2 separate regions of the Hordeum vulgare genome follow, and region 1 is linked to region 2. The links are chromatin contacts, called in public Hi-C maps. All regions are on one chromosome and are shown on one strand. Each heading gives the region's core, a stretch centred on a gene start, on an enhancer-like site or on the middle of the called end of the contact. The rest is flanking DNA. Distances are from core to core; before and after follow the strand shown. Region 1 has its middle 8.5 kb from the start of LOC123426533. Region 2 holds the start of LOC123430204 (protein indeterminate-domain 16).

Region 1 (5,541 bases), core at 1,720-4,219, 420 kb before region 2:
ATCCTATTTGACATGTGAAATTGTTGGCACAATGCACAAGTCCACTTTGAGCGATGAGAAATGGGCCATCCCACTTTGGGTCTTTTACACTAGCAACCACCCTGGTTTCACAAACATCATATGTTCTAATTCTTTTGTGAATTAAATGTATATAGATATATTTTAGTGTGTCCATTCACTCGTTTTAGTCCGTGTGTACTTCATATTAAAATATCTAAACCATCTTTTATGTGCAAATGTAGGTAGTATTTTCTATACTAGATTTTAACTTTTTTTGTTTAATTTTTATTTTTTCAAATAAGATATTGGGAAATTTCAAAAATTCACTATCTTTTTCTGAAATACTCAAATTTTTAGAAAATTTCAAATTTTGCAAATATTTTCATGTTTTTGAAAAATTATATCTTTTGAAAAAATGTCCATATTTTAAAAAATATGATTTCAAAGTGTTCATGTTTTCAAAAAGATGTTGGAAGTTTTGAAAAAGTTGTTCCAATTTTAAAAATATATTCAGAATTGTGAAAAAATGATCACCTAAAAAATGTCAAGAATTTCAAAATATTGGAATATTCATAAAATGTTTATTTTTTCAGTAAAGTTTGTTTTCTCAAAACAAATTAGTAAATGATTGTTAAGTTATTTATCTAAAGTGAGTGTAATGCATGTTGTCAAGTTTAAAGGCCTAGACCACATGATCCAAAGACCTACAGAGGTAACACATACTATTCTACGAATCCGTGACCTGCATGTTATAATTTTTGGTATCTATGAGGAGCGAGGATAATAGGAATCCACGACATGTAAAGCGTTAGTCCGATCTCAGAACGCTAATTGTAGAACAATAGAGGAGCACAATCCCTAGATGGAGGAGTTCGACTGTTCAAGAATGAACCGTCTATTGAACATATAATCAAAGAGGTAGAATGACGTAAAAGGTAACTAGAATTACTGCACATATGATGTATACCATGTCTATTGAACATATAATCAAAGAGGTAGAATGACGTAAAAGGAAACTAGAATTACCGCACATATGATGTATACCATGATGTGAGTTTCCCCTTGTCGAACCTCTCTATTGCAAACAAAACGATAGTTTACTTTCAGTGCTTTGCTTTTATGCTCTTTACTTTGTTCCAATTTCTACTTACTTTGTTTTCCATCGATGGAAGCAGCTCCGATGGATCGAACGTCGATGTGGAAGAGGTGGCCCTCTGCATCGCATTGCACCGATCGCTGCAAGATCAAGGCGGCCCCGCTGATGGTCGATCTGCAGCCTTCGGGCCCATCGCATGCCAACGGAGCGCCGACGGCGGTGGATCTGCATCCTCCGGGTCCGTCACATGTTGACGGAGCGTCGTCAACGTCGCAGGCCCATCCCACGAGGCGCGAAGCTTCGGTTGCTCCCGCTTCGGGAGGTCCGCTCCAGGTCATGTACGTCGCTCACCTCCACCACCTTATGCTCCGGAAGCTATGCCTGGCCAACACTAGGTCCTCGTGCCAGCGTCGGGGACGGGGCGCACGAGGACGCTGAAATCCGAGGCGCGTGCAGCCCGTCGCGAGCGGCAACAGGCTAGGGAGAGGGGGGAGGCGCTGGCCGCGCGGCGTTCGACCTCGAGCGTGCTGGTCGACCCCGAGGACCCGCTCATCGTGGGCGTCCTTCTTAGCTTGCTGATGACGATGGAGATGGATGCGCGTTGCCTCCGTCGCGAGAATGCCGAGGCGCTTCGACTGACCATCCAGTTATCGGAGCGCGAGGCAGCAAAGGAGGCGGCGGCGAAGGCGAAAGCAACCCACCACACGAAGGAGCAGGACTACCTCCTCCGCAGGTTGTCCGACATGCGGTGGAGCTCCGACGAGGACGACAGCGACATCTCCACCATGTCCGACTCCGATGACGATGATGACGCTTCACCGCACGCTGAGCCTACACGGAGGAGGGGCACAACAGCATGGATGACCGGAAGGGGAAGGCGGCGGCGAGGAAATGGTGATTTCCTTCGTTTTGTTCGTATTTTAATTATGCTTAAGTAGTTTATAGTATAAATTTGCCGATGAACTCCAATGAACTATGATCCTTTTGTTCGGTGAAGCAATCTCATTCGATGAAAGCTGTTGATCTCTTGTTTTACGTAGCGTTGCATGTATTTATATAGATATGAGGGTTCGGATATGAAGAATGCATACGTGAAAAGTAAAAAATAAAGCGCGTCCGGTCAGTGTGTGGGCGTTTGAGGGGTCATATTTGAGGGGCGCTCTCGTTAACATTTTGAATAAGTTGTTCCATCAAATAATGTATAGCCCTGCGACTGCAGTTCATCCGGAGCGGACTGCCCAATGCGATGTATGACGAAGCCATATTTGACAGATTCTACTAGCCATGGACAGTTCTAGCTAGGATGAGAGATCCACGAAAAGCCTCAGACACTGCAAGGTCAGTCACTCCCAATCCTTTTGTATGACACGAGTAACCTGAACCCCTCAAACATTGACAACACATCACCGTGCACACGAACCTATACAGAAATTTTGATGTGCATGTTCCCAAAGCGGTGCCTTTGAAGCAGTGATTTCCCTGAAAGGGGCAAAAGCAAATGGAGAGGTGAAAGGAAAAGGGTAGGAAGTAAACAGTCCAAGATGGAAGTGGGCAAACTCCTTTTTGGCTTAAGAGGTCGATCATGCGGGCATGGTGGCCAAAGCCTCTCCTTCTCTTCTAGGGTTCTTGAAGATAGTTGATACTGCCATCATCCATAGATCATTGCCCTAAAGGAGTTAGTCTTTGTTGTCCCCAGCTCACACCACATGTATTATTCCTCGAGAAGTTGATGATCAGATAGTAAGCATTATCCTTCGGATTTGGAGCAGTAGTTGTATTTTTCTGTAGTATTAGTTGTTAGTGGAGAGCACAAGGACCCCAAAAGGCTGACCCAAGGTAGAGTTCACATTACATGCATGCATACATGGTGGGCAGCCTCTGCCTCTGCCTCTGCCCTCCCTGACATGCTCCATGTCTCCCAGCCTTTTTCTCCCGCATAAAGCAAACCCACATACTCCAAGTAACACTTGGATGCACTTGTTGGATCTTGTGCAATCCTTTTCTTGTTTACACTTTGCTAATTTCTCTCTTTTTTACCATGACGCAGGCAGTGAAAGCTACTGCATAAAAGTCTTATTTTGCATCGGAAAGTCAATTTGGCTCGGGTGGCATATGCTCCCGGGGCCATAAATAAATAAATTTGAAATGAAAAAAATCAAGACAAAATTTATTTATGTATTTAGTCACATTCAAATGCTATCTGTAAATTTTAAGGTAAAAAGGGTTAAACATATTGTCCCATGCAAACAAAAATTTAAACATCAAATGTTATTTTAAAATGTATTCCAAATTTGTTTTTTTGCTGACAAAACACTGCCGCTCCTTTTCGCAGAAAAATTATGATGCATGTTTATAATAGTAATACAATCATGTATAAAAATATCTAGATTTTTTTGAAAACAGTTAATGTTTTTTTGCGCTATTGTTCACCCGGGAGCAGGAGCCAAAACGCTAGCCCTCATTTTGCATTCTACTCCTAGGACAACTTGAAGCGTGTGACTCAAAGTGACCTGTTTTTTTTTCTGTTTGGATCGGCGTGTCCGTCTTCTTTTACAAATGAATCAGCTATGTGTCCAATGGAGCGACTATTTTTTCGTCCGCGCGTACTTTTTTATGTAAAAAAGACCTGCGGTCACAGATCATGCGAGCCAACGCCAAGAGTTCATGCCGGTGATATGCCAGCGGCCGGCATACATATTCCAACCTTCAAAAAAGTCTGCAGCTTTCATGGTGAACACACTTGCTAGCAACCGACACACATGCCGACCCATAAAATGAGAATATAGTTCGCCCACACCATCTCGGCCGTGGTCATGCCATGGATCACTTGTCATCAACGTTGAGCATGTCAGCCTACATCTTCTCAAGCCAAGACCGCTTCCCCGGAGAGATCGTGCTCAAGTCCATCTTCATGATATTTACCCTCTTCGTCATGCAAGCGAGCCGAACTTCTCTTGCTCTGGTGGCTGCTTTGGTGGCCTCGGTCTCTAACATCTTCGCTTGCTTATCTGCCGCCAACGTGAGCTTCTTATTTTGTATGTCAATGAAGGCCCTAATTTGCTCCTCCTTGTCTTGCCGACGCTTCTCCTCTCTTGAATCCTTGTTGGAGATCATACCTTGCAAAGTAGCTTGCAAGGTAAGGGATAGCGCCCGCGCTTGTTCTCTTTCTTGGAGTTGGTCTTCCCCCACGGACGCGACTTCTCTCCCTCATCATGCTCCTCAATGGCTGGATTTCCCCCTACACGACTTGATGGTAGCGTATTGCGTTTTGAACTTCTCTTCTCCATGAATGATCATCCAACAATGAGTGAGGTTGAAAGACTTGCCCTCATATTGGACCTTGAATGCTTCCAAAGCTTTGAAGACCTACAAATGGACAAGCAACATTATGGACGAGCGAGCTATGGGACAATCAAATAAGCAAGCATGTCGGCATACCATGTCTTTGATGCCGATGCCACTCACGGGACGGGCCTCGATGCTCTCAAGGGTGGAACAAAACTTGTTGCATTCTTGTTGTATCACCCTCCAACGCTTGCCGAGCGAGACCCACCCACGCTCTATCTCAATATGGTACGGTTTAAACTTCTTGCGCTCGTGGAACTCGCGATGCACTCTTTACCAAAGTGTCGAAGCCTCTTGCTCGGAGCCTATCTTGGGGTCTTAACCAATGTCGCTCCAACATTTACAAAGGAGTTTGTCCTCATCCTTTATGCATGCTTTGGTCCGCTTGCTCTTCCGCTTCTGCTTTGCATTGGGTTGGCAGGGAGCTCTTCCTCGAACAATGGCTCTCCATCGATGTCCACTTCACCATCCTCTTCGTCTAGGTCACGGTATTCTGGGAACCCATGATCTAGTGGGAAAGAGCTGCCCAAGCCGAGTTGGTTCTTCATGAGGGGTGATGACCCACAAGTATAGGGGATCAATCGTAGTCCTTTCGATAAGTAAGACTGTCGAACGCAACGAGGAGCAGAAGGCTATGATAAGCAGATTTCAGCAAGGTAATAACTGCAAGCACTGAAAGTAGCGGTAACAAGTGATTGTGTAGCGAGGCGAAACGTAGCGAGCAAAAAGTAACAAGTAACAAGTAGTAGAAACGGTGCAACAAGTGGCCCAATCCCTTTTGTAGCAAGGGACAAGCCTGAACAAAGTCTTATAGGAGGAAAAACGCTCCCGAGGACACACGGGAATTTCTGTCATGCTAGTTTCATCATGTTCATATGATTCGCGTTCGTTACTTTGATAGTTTGATATGTGGGTGAACCGGCGCTTGGGTACTGCCTTACTTGGACAAGCATCCCACTTATGATTAACCTCTCTCGCAAGCATCCGCAACTACAGAAGAAGAATTAAGACAAAGTCTAACCATAGCATTAAACTAGTGGATCCAAATCAGCCCCTTACGAAGCAACGCATAGACTGGGGTTTAAGCTTCCGTCACTCCA
Region 2 (5,751 bases), core at 1,742-4,241:
TTTTGGGGCTGTGTAAATTTGAGTAAAAGCCCGTGCAAAAAAGACATCAGCAGACAGAAACTGGCATTGGGTGCACTGAGTTAGTAGGTTAGTCCAAATATGTGTAAAAAGATATAGAAGTGTAGCAAAACGTATAACAATGTCATCCAAAAGATCATGGAACAAGAAAAAATTATAGATACGCTTGGGACGTATCAACACCTCCTCCTCCTTGTTCGGCGCCCAAGAGAGGAGTTCAAGTAGGCATGCCTCCCTCCTACACACACACACATACACATACATTCAAATATCTTTATATACTACTAGGAGTGTGTACTCCCACATTCAAATATACCTATTAAACAAGCATATTATACCTCTTTATCATTCTCAATATAAATTATTAATTATTCTAATATACCTCAATACAAGTTTCACAAAAAAATATCATTGACACCATTGGTTTATACAATATATAACTTTTACATACAATAATCCAGCTTACTTGCAAATAAAATAAAATTTGTGATCTTGGATGTCATTTTTCATGAAAATCACTCTAAGGTATCCAGGAATTATTATTGAGATCTATTAAAAACAATAAAAAGGTATAAAAGATTCATCTATGTGTTTTATGTGGAGCGGGAGTACGTTACTCCCAAGAGTACACAACCATGTTCCGAATGTTTCCTATCATCGGTGGTAGTTACCCTCACGTGAGCTTTGTATGTTTTATGTAGTATTTGTCCAAACCAATAGTATGTACATATAATATGTAGTATATAAAAATATTTGGGTGATATGTATGATATTTTTGATAGTATGTACTATTTTAAGCATATTATTTTATACGTACAAATAAGAAGATGTTTTCAAAATATACAAAAAACTATGGACTCACATCTAATTTTTTGTATTATTGCTTTGAAATATATTAGATATAGTATATGAACATATTTAGAATGTTAAATTTGTATATATACTATCACATAATAGTATACGGGACATATGGGGTAACTATCCCATGATAGTAGGATGTATTTTTCCAATACACACATCCTATGAGACACATGTTTCTCTTGCAACTGTCGGCGTCCTCTATCCCTCTAATTCTCCACAAAAGTAGAGAGTTGCCGCAAGGCTAATTTTCCCTACTCTAGTTCTTTGCTGACGCTTAGCTCAGGACGGCGGAGCGCTGCCAGGCCGTCGATCTCGTATTGGTGCAATCCGTAGTGAGACCGTGTTTCGCTCTTCATTCAAGGGAATTGTGTGTTTGACGGTTCAAGGGACTTCAAGCACAATTTACACCGGTTTTTCTGTCGTTGCGACTCAAATTTTATAAATTAGATCTAACTTTGTATGCATCTTCATAGTAATCCTAAGAACTTGATTCGTATGGCAATTTTGTTTGTTTTCTACCATGTTTCCCAACAATAATCTTTTTGTATCATTTTTACATGAGAGACCAATGTGGAACCCCTCAACTCTATATAAGGGGAGATCCATGGTCATCGAGGGAAGATCCCAAGAACTTCATATCAAACTTTCAGAGACGAACTAGATATAGAAAGAAGAGAAGTGTGCTCGAGGTAGCCAGGAACCCACCCGAACACTTCCCAAATTAGCTGGGAGCACTCAACTTGAGCTTGTAATTCATTTTTGAACATCCAACAAACGCACATAAAGTAAGAGTAGGGTATTACACCTATGGGTAATCTAAACCTGGCTAACTACTTTTATCATCATTTCATAGGAAGCTGTGAGAATTTGTGAGTGTTTTAGCTCCTCGCCGAATAACAAAAGGGGTTCTCCCCGATCCCTGATCTCGACGATCACACGTTGATTACGCGTATTACCTATCGGCAGCAGGTATGACTTGATGCTTCCGCTTAAGTCCCCATGCGTGACACCTGCCGACGACAGACATGACTTGACACATCCGCAAGAGTCGGCGTGTGTAGCACCTGCCAAGCTGGATCAAACCCGGTCTGGAGTTAGAGGGAGACGTCACATACCACCGTCATCAGAGAAGACCATCACCATCTCTAGTTTCGAGCGCCGCCGTTTCGTCCACATGATCACAATACTCATTTAGGGTACGCCAACCGTCTGTCCCGCCATGTGACGGCGAGGGAAGGACGGACCGGAGGGGAGGTGTCTCCGACGGCGGCTAGGGTTTTTCCCAGACCGCCCATGGGGGCGACATGGGAGTCGGGAAGTCATGTTGTCTTGTAGCTAGTTGTGAGTCTTGTAGGTAGTTCATGTTTTTAAAGGTGACGATGGATTGAGTCAATAAGACAATAAGGATCGATGCATTGATTAAGGATCCCAATACGCAAGGCAGTAAGCAGAACTGCAAAAGGGAAAAGCGGGGATTAAGCGAAGGTCCAACGAAGAAGCCCGATTGCCTGTAGGCGAATAGTTTTTGCACCCTTCTTTTTCGATGGATCCCTTTGTTCTTTTGATTTTTACAGAGCGGACAGAGTTAGGCCTACCATAAAGGCCTCACAGGCCGAGACGCGCCCCATGAAAACTAAACATGTGCATGCACGTCGAGAATTATTGTGGCATTGCCAACCCGTAAAGCGCGAGGCATGCAGCATGTGGAACAAAAGCAGCCATGAAAGAACGTCCTGAGCTCCCTATCCCTATGCTATGCCCCATCGCAGATTTGGCCGGCGGCATCGATCCCTTCCCTTCCCTTTCTTCCTTGAGCGGCGTCTAGTAGAGTACCTTGTACTCCTACTCGTATCGCCGTACGCATGCACGGGCAAAGCGGAAGAAGAAAAAACTGAATTACGTCCACGAGATACATACAAGAGATTTTGCAGAGACAGGGCTGCATCGACGAGAGATGTGGTGCATTTCCTTGTGGTCCGCACAAACCAGCAGCTGCTGCGGCCTGAAACCAAGGAGGGGTACGTCCTCGTGGCACGGACACACATATGTCCCCCCCATGCGCAGACTGTACAAAGGCACACTGCCTAGTGCTGCAGATGACGCCAGGGGCGTTCCGGTAAAAGCGCACGCTAGCTAGATGCTCCTTGCTTTCGCCCGCTCGCTCGCTCGATCGGAAGATGTATAAACACCCATATATAGTAATCCTATACGCAGCGTAACGCATAACGCCTCCTAACTAAGCTAGGCTAACAAGCCAGAGCGCAACGCGAGCAAGCAAGAGATATACCTACCTGACTGCTTGGTCTCGATCTTCCATGGATGAGCAAGGGGAGAGGGGGCTCCAGCTGCTGCTCCCCGCAGCCGCTGCTCGAGTGATCCGGGATGCGCCGGTTAGCGCCGGCAGCGACCACCAGCAGCTGGACCTGGACCTGTCCATGAGCATTGGGCCGAGGCAGCAGCAGCTGCTGCAGCTGCCACGGCCGGCGCCGCCGACTCCACCGGCTAACGAGAGCAGGAGGGTGGCGGCGACCGTGGCCGCCAGCGCTGCGAGGCAGCTGCAGCAGCAGCAGCAGCAGGTGACGGTGGACGTCCGCGCCGTGAAGCAGCAGACGGCGGAGCAGGCGCGGATGGCGTCGGCGGAGCGCGCCTACGCGGAGCGCGTCCGGGAGCTGGCGAAGCGGGAGCTGGAGCTCGCCGAGAGGGAGTTCGCGCGCGCGAGGATGATCTGGGAGCGCGCCCGCGAGGAGGTGGAGCGGGTGGAGCGGATGAAGCAGATCGCCGCCAGGCGGCTCGGCTCCGCCGCCTCCGCCGCCGCGCTCGAGATCACCTGCCACGCCTGCATGCAGCGCTTCCATCCTTGACTAGGTTGGTCGGCCAACTGCACCGACATGGTCGGAGATCGATGCTTGCTGGTCGCCATTGCTAGCTGTAACTCTCTCTCTCTCTCTCTCTCTCGTAGCTCCTGTGTTGTGAGTGCCAGTCACGTTCTGTATGAGACGATAATCACCTGGTTGATGCATGCATCAAGGAAACGGTTATTCCTCTTTACTCCATCGGGTGTACATGCATGCTTAATTAGTTCTTTAATATTATGGAATGAGGGCGCATGCTTAATTGCAGCAGCCTGCCTTAAAGAAACAAGGGAGTAAACAACTGATCAGTTCAGAAACCAAACTAATTGTAGTAAATTAAAGAGTATATTTCTCTCTTTGCTAGACAGAGGCTGGACGGATCCCTCTGTACTGTTGAGCTAGTGCGGTGACAGCAGTACGTCTGACAAAAAATTAATATTGGCCATCAAGTTTGGATGATTTCAGCTCCTTTTGGCCATGCTAGTGGACTGCCTGCCCTAGATGAACAAGGAAGATCAGGCAAGAAGCCAGATTTCATCCTAGTCAGCATGCTAAGTTGCAAACTGGTCTCAGTCACCTTAAATTGTTCACTGCGTATATGGCTTCTCATAATGGCTGAACAGTGGGGAGAAAAGCAGAATGATGCCATACACTGACTGCAGTTGTGTTTGTTGAGTTATGTTTGTTTATGTCAGCAAAACGCAAGCTGACGCGCTTTTGACACCAATATATACGTATACATATACATGTGTATATACAGATACAGGTGTGCAGGCGACCAGGTAGCCTGCCCGAACAGTGCCAGGTAAAGGATGGGAGCTGCAGACCGCTGCAGGGATTGTACCCTGCCTGCACAGGCGACGCCGTTCAGTCATCGTCATCGATCCGGAAAATACGGTGACCACGACGGATGAGCCCCATTGTTTCTGAATGAAATAAAAGTGCCGTAAATTTCTGTGCGAATGCAGATGGGGGTGCAGGCAGTGGTAGCCAGCAAATTGCCTGGGTCGAAAAAATCATACGAATTCTTGTTGGAGTCAGGATCGTGTGCTGACTTTGATATTTTATCATCATCTTAACCTTTGCATTTCCCGTGGTCTGCTCCCTCACCTTGGTCGACTATGGATCAGCTTGCGGCATGTGATGCAACCGTTACGATGTTTCACGGATGACTGACTGTAAGCCAGTGACATTCTATTTTTTACAAAGGAGGAAAATCATCATCATCGTTGGCATTTCTCTTGCTTGTAAGACTAATTTAATTTGCACATGAGAATAGAGCACTGAACTAGCTAGCTGGCTAGGTGCGTACTTGAATCTCTCAGCTGTCATCGTAGGTCATCCACCATGAGCCCATCTTCTCCCTGGACCAAGCAACTCCCAGGCATTGACACATATAGGGAGCACCAGACAAAAGTTACCGGTGTTCATTGTACAGGCTCCCTACAAGCCAGGGATACAAACTTTTTTCAGAAGGTAACGTCAGGAAAACATCATGATGCTACTGTAAAATCACATCCATGTTACATTTCTCTTGCCACTTTTTCACCCCGGCTGGCCATCTTTTCTCTACAAAGATTGCTGAATCATTATACCCCAGGCATGACAACATTATTGCCCATATCACTGATGCAGTGCAAGTTTCTCATCCAAGCTAACTATATCATCGATCTAACAAAATTGCTAACTACTCCCTCCGTTCCTAAATATAAGTCTTTGTAGAGATTTCACCAGTGGACTACATACAGATGTATATAGACATACTTTAGAGTGTACATTCAATCATTTTGCTCCGTATGTAGACATCTAGTGAAATCGTTTAAAAGACTTATATTTAGGAACGGAGGGAGTAGTACGTAGTATATTATAGAACAAGACAGTCTACAACACTCCATAGTAGAATTTTTTCATTTCATTAAGAACTCCCCTATTAATAAAAGAAAAGGGGTTAATTGGATAAATGGCACACAAATTCTGGCTGCAATTTACAAACTTTGAAAAGTACCACTGCAATTTTTTA

Evidence for each region. Hi-C and Micro-C count contacts between places; a contact is called where the count stands out from the background.
Region 1: a contact with region 2 is called in a Hi-C map of seedling, with 4 times the contacts expected there. The contact joins the enhancer-like site here to the promoter of LOC123430204 in region 2. A contact is called at or near these places in 1 of 6 Hi-C or Micro-C datasets (seedling) and 1 of 1 datasets of contacts at active chromatin or transcription factors (embryo).

What each region holds. Positions count from the first base shown.
Region 1 is chr2H:432,010,804-432,016,344 of MorexV3_pseudomolecules_assembly, reverse strand. No RefSeq gene overlaps it. Among protein-coding and RNA genes, the nearest start is that of LOC123426533, 8.5 kb to the left of the region's middle. Within about 2 kb of position 2,969, at least 1 of the 3 cell types and tissues checked has open chromatin away from gene starts, as enhancers often do. A contact at or near this core is called in seedling, where this site is marked.
Region 2 is chr2H:431,591,011-431,596,761 of MorexV3_pseudomolecules_assembly, reverse strand. LOC123430204 (protein indeterminate-domain 16) reads left to right here and starts at 2,991. Exons shown (of 1, transcript XM_045114092.1): 1 at 2,991-3,927. The coding sequence starts at 3,195. The coding sequence ends at 3,740.